Linked DNA regions of Mus musculus: region 2 is linked to region 1. The links are chromatin contacts, called in public Hi-C maps. All regions are on one chromosome and are shown on one strand. The core of a region is the stretch at or near the end of the contact, and the rest is flanking DNA. Distances in the headings are between cores, read along the strand shown. Region 1 has its middle 100 kb from the start of Gm12707. Region 2 overlaps Fggy (FGGY carbohydrate kinase domain containing).

Region 1 (2,700 bases), core at 143-2,642:
AAAATCTATAATTGGCCAGGGACCAATATATAGGTTCAGGAAGACAGCAATGCGACAAAATTTACAGACTGTAGTGATCAGTAAACTATGAAAAATAAATTTGGGCCACTTCCATCCTAGATGTAATGAGCCACATCTCTGAAAAGCAAGGTCTTCGTTTTGATAAGCTCCTGACCAATCCCATAGATACTAAAGTTTGAAGCTCATTTGCAGCATCTAAAGCGTCATTGCTCACTGATTATCCTTCCCTTCATTTGACAAGCTGATGGTATTCCTGAGCTGGGCGCTAGCACTAAATGGTTTGTGTGCATGGACCCATCCAGTCCTTCCAACAGGTGTAGGCTGAAGTTGTAACTAACTTCACCCTTCCAGCCAGACTAAGAAAAACATACATTTCACATGCTTACATGTGATAAGTGTACGCAAGGGAGTACAGTAAAGAGACGGCTTACATGACTGTACAGTAAAGAGACGGCCTACATGACTGTTACATTAGGGAAAAGGTTTTTAATGGAAAATATCTAGAGGCATTTGGGAGAGTCCAGAGCAGAGAGAAAGAGACTGGACATGACCAGAGATAGGGAAGCAAGAAAGTATACAGGAGATGAAAGCAAGAGTTAGAGAACAAAGCATATTGAGAGAGCAAGAGGATAGCAAGAAATAGGGAGAGAGATAGTTGGGGGATAGAGAGTAGCAAGTGTAGGAATAGAGATGGAGAGAGTGGAGGAGAAGTAGCTGGAGGGGAGGGAGGGAAGGGCAGGATGCTAGCATAGACTAGGAAAGGTGAGACATGTACTTGTGATACTGAGGAAGCCTGATGGCCAGCATGCACTTTGATATGCTGATTGGCACCACAGGTAGCCATATGTCCCATCTGCAAGAGCTAAGGAAAATGATTTATTTTGGCAGATCAAAATCAGTTTTGCAAGATCCCCAGGAATGCTGGCTTTTATCTACCCTTCACAAATCCTTCTATAGGCCACTGAGCTCATTTCTGCATACTTGGATTGCCTGAGACCTAACATTCCAGCCTTTTGTTGATGATAAAGTGCAACAGGTCCCTCCCTTCTATAACTGCTTCTCCGCTGGGCAGGGCCATGGTCAGAGGTAGGAAAGTCTAGGAAGGCTAGAATATGAGTCGAAATTAGGGAGCAGGAATTGTAGGTGCTAAGGGCCCAAGGAACACCGGAGGATAGCCTTGGAGTCGGCCCTTGGAAGCTGTACTTTGCAAGCAAGTTCTCTTTCACTGGACTGGACAGGCTCACCAGGTAGAGGGCTTCTTCGGCAGGATAACTTGGGGCTGGCAAAGTGTAGGCCATTTCAGAGCAGTCATCGGGGCTGCCTTTGGGTTCCTGGATGGTGTCAGCTGACTGGAAATCTGCTGGGACAGATACAGACTGGGGACAAAGGTCTGTGATCTGCACTGCAATCGTCATTGTGGAGAAAGAAGTTAATACGTGTCTGTAAACAGTGACAGCAGACGTCTGGATCGGAGCCATAGCAAAACAAGGCTGAAACGCTATCAACAGAATAGTAGCATAAACATTTCTTTTTTTTTTTTGTAACATGACAGAAATTTCTCAGCAGGAAAGAGAACAAAGAGGAAGAAGAGCTTGAGGCTATATATAGACTGGACAGAGATGTTTTTAGCACAAGAGGTACTTTTAAGTCTATATTTAGAAAACAACCAAAGGAAATTTAAATTTTTGGGGCGAGTGACCATCATAACAATTGCTTAGAGTAGATTAATAACCTAACAGAACCCCAGTGAGTAATGTTAAACTTTGCATTTTGAAGCCTTAACATCATGTATCACCTTTAAGTCTCATTTTTTCTTTTAACTTAACCTTAGATCCCTTTCCTCAGGCCTTCATGACTTACCTAGACTTTCAACATTCCCCTCCCCCACAAATCTGGAAGCGTTCAGTCATTTTCTGTGAGGCACAGATGCTTGAATACTAAAAGCAGTCCCTGGAAAAGCAAGTTCTATCTTTAAAAAGAAACAGTAAAAAGTAAATTTTTAGTCAATAACAGCAGCATGGTAGCTTGATTTCTGTCTTTCATGGAACCTGTTTTGAGAGTTTATCTTTTGCAGTGTGAAGCCTGTCAGTAAGATAAACTTGCCTCTGAGTTTGCTTTTCTCAGCAGGAGACCTTGTAGCTCTAAGGGAAGCAAAGCATTTAGGAAATGGGTTGGCCAGCTAGATGCAGCCTTGGTGGGAGGAGCCAGGTAAGTCAGCTGTTGTTGCCAAACTGATGAAGCTAGGGCTTGCCACCATTACCATCACAAAGATCTGAGAAAAATAAATACATTTGAGCAAAAAGTACAAACCAAGTGGCCGCTGTATTAATTAAGAACAACAGAGACACCTCATTGGGTAGCTCAGTGGAGCCGGCCCAAGGGCATGAGAGCAGGAAAGCCAACCCTGCCCATTGCTAGCTGTGGCATTGGGTGAGCTAGCCAGTGTTGGAGAGCTTGCTCTGGTGGTGTAGGTATGGGAGAGCTGGGGGGTTAACCAACTCAGCTTTCACCCAGTCCCAGATCCAGGGCTTTGAGTTGGCCCACCTCAGCAGCTACTTCAGCTATGAACTTATGGAACAAAAGAAGGAGCTGTCCCATAGATATAAAGCTAAAGAATCTCCATGACACAGGGCAGCAAGAGGATATCAGAGAGGAGTCCCAGTGACGATCCGGTATTGA
Region 2 (2,700 bases), core at 55-2,554, 200 kb after region 1:
AATAAATAAATACACAGCCCCCAGCTAGGTAGTTGGATTCCCCTTTTCTGCCCACTTTGGAGAATGAATTTCTTGGCTGTCTGAGCAGGTCTGCTTGTCTTCACATGGCTTTTGCACTTGTCCACCACAGGTAGAGGGGACCATGATGTCTGGCAGAGACCAGGAACCAAGTCGCTACTATGTGGGCATCGATGTGGGAACAGGTAGTGTCCGTGCGGCTCTAGTGGACCAGAGAGGGCTCCTTTTGGCTTTCGCAGAGCAGCCAATTAAGAAGTGGGAGCCTCAATTCAACCACCACGAGCAGTCCTCAGAGGATATCTGGGCGGCATGCTGCCTTGTCACAAAGGTAAGAGCAGAACCGCGGCAGCCCCTCCCTGTGCATGCCCCCGCTGCTCAGCAGTTTCGTATGCGGGTACTCGGTCTGCACAAAGCATTAGAGGTAAATGGAGGCATGTGGCTGGGTGGGGTAGGCTTTGCCTTTCAGAAGCAAACCTTACTGTGAGTGACAGACAGCTGAAATGTGCTGGGAGGACTGCTGCAGCCAGTTCACAGAGCTAGAGCTGACTCTCAGGGCATGGTGGCAACGAAGACAGTGCAGACGATGTGGAAGCCTGAGCTGTGGAAACGAGGAAGGAAGAGTCATGGCGGCACCCAGTGTGTCTCTGTTGTATGCCAGTGTGTTAGCACATACTGTGGTGAATCCTTGGAACTTGGTGGAACTAGCCTTACAGCTAGCACTAATGCTGCCCCCAGGTCATTTTGTTCCAGGAGGAGATGGGGAGTGGAGTGCTGGTCAGCTTACCCGGTCATCAGGAGTTAGTGACTGGCAGCAGCAGGGCAAGAACCTAAACGTCTGATTCCTATTAACCATGAGCTCTGTATCCTCCCAGTTGGACACACAAGGGTCAGTGCATTGTGGGTAGGAGAAACAATGAGGGGCAGAAAACTATGGCATGCTCTAAGAAAGCATCTTCATATGAGCCCCACACATGCTCATCTTGAGTGGCCTGTGATAAGCCTGGGCTTGCTGTCTTAAGGAAGCAGGTGACGCTGGCTGTGACTAGTTCATGTCTCAATCATTAGTTTTAGTTTGTGATATTACTATGACTTCATATTTTGGTGATCATTAACAACAGACATTCTTTTATCTCCCTTTCCATCCCCCAAAAGGAAAAAAAAAATGAAACCCTGAGTTCTGGTCTTTCTCCCTGTTTCTAGTTGAGGTCCTTAAATATTCATGAAGTGCTTGGTAATTTTCAGCTGGACAGTCACCCATTTTTTTCTGTATTGATTGGTCTGGTTAAACTTTGATGAGCTCTGAGCAGCTGTTAGTGCCCCAGAGAAAACCACAGAGAGGTGGGTTGCGCTACCCAGACACTCTGCAGAAATAAAAGAGAGGTCATCTTCTCTTCTGCCTGTTTAATTTTCCTCTTCTCTCCCCACTCCCAGTCTCTGCCTCCATCAAAATCTTCTGCTCTTTGCCCTTGGGTCTCTTTTGTTCTTCTAACACTCTTGCCATTAAGGAAATTGTCAAGAAGAAAATATAGTTCCCTGATGAAGAGTTCCCTGAAAGCAGATCTACTCCAGCACAGCTTGGCTTAATGGCAGACTTTTAATCATCTCCCAGTGGTGGTCAGCTCATCATTTGTGTCAGCCCTGGTAGCCACAGAAGTGCAGGGCATTAGTGCTCAGCCAATACCTCTCACTGCAGCCGAGCTGCAGAAAGCCCATGGGCCTTAGGTCGTGCCTCACACATTGTATATGGAGATGTGCTGGAGTGTGATGTGTCTGCTCACAACCTCATGTGAGGAGGAGCTTCAAGGAGGCCTTTTTGATACTCGGAGTAGTCTGCAATTGAACTGCCTGGGTAGGAGTCCCTGACTTAGCAATGTGTAGCTGTGATCTTGGACTCATTACCATTTCTTGCCCAGTTTCCTTCTCAATAAAAGAAGATTAATGAGAGTCCCCAACTTCAGAAGACTCTTGTGGTGATTACAGTTTATAAAACGTCCCAGCAGTGTCAGGGGTTAAACAACCACTGTTGCCGGTGGTGGGCATGGTAACAAGGTGAGCAGATAGGGAGTGGATTTCTGAGACAAAAGAGAAGAAATGCAGGTGCGAGAGAATGCCTCTGGGAAACGTCCACCCGTCCCTCTGCCCAGGGCTCCTTCTGTGGAAGCCTTAAGCAGTGGTCTAGGACTTGAACTGCTGCCTCTTCTACCCTGGCCTGCCTTTGCTTCGTCAGTGGCTCCGGAAAGCAGAGATCTTGAGAACAATGGTGAACTGTCTTTCTTTTTTCTTTTTCTTTTTCCCTCCTGAGAGATGTTTTTCCCCTAGTCCAGTTAGTAAGAAGAGTAACAGTAGTAATGACAAGGCGGTGATGATGTCAGCAGCTTATATTCGTTGCTGATTGACCATGTGCTAGATGTGTGCTCAATACTGTGTGCCCATCACGTCACTTGGTCCTTATAACAACCTTTGCGGACAGTTTTTCTTCTCATGAAGATGAAAAAAGAAGGCTTTGAAGTAGTTCAGACAAGGGCTTTTAAGATGACTCAGAGACAGGTCTTCAGGCCTCTTTCTCCCCAGCCTCAGCCCTTCCCTGTGAGTCCTGCTTGCAGTTAGAGGTGTTGTAGGTTGCTACTGTGTGGGGCCAGGAACTTACCTTGTTAACTAAGCACTGCATGGTCGTGCCTTTTC

The links. Hi-C and Micro-C count contacts between places; a contact is called where the count stands out from the background.
Region 2: a contact with region 1 is called in a Hi-C map of liver, with 2.5 times the contacts expected there. The contact joins two enhancer-like sites. A contact is called at or near these places in 5 of 484 Hi-C or Micro-C datasets (embryonic fibroblasts, liver and nephron progenitors), 1 of 115 datasets of contacts at active chromatin or transcription factors (hepatocytes) and 1 of 9 other capture datasets (adipose tissue).

The regions. Positions count from the first base shown.
Region 1 is chr4:95,384,314-95,387,013 of GRCm38.p6, forward strand. No RefSeq gene overlaps it. Among named protein-coding and RNA genes, the nearest start is that of Gm12707, 100 kb to the right of the region's middle. Within about 2 kb of position 1,393, at least 29 of the 459 cell types and tissues checked have an H3K27ac peak or open chromatin away from gene starts, as enhancers often do. A contact at or near this core is called in hepatocytes and liver, where this site is marked.
Region 2 is chr4:95,585,102-95,587,801 of GRCm38.p6, forward strand. Fggy (FGGY carbohydrate kinase domain containing) reads left to right here. Exons shown (of 16, transcript NM_001113412.1): 2 at 131-346. The coding sequence starts at 143. Among named protein-coding and RNA genes, the nearest start is that of Fggy, 29 kb to the left of the region's middle. Within about 2 kb of position 1,305, at least 9 of the 459 cell types and tissues checked have an H3K27ac peak or open chromatin away from gene starts, as enhancers often do. A contact at or near this core is called in hepatocytes and liver, where this site is marked.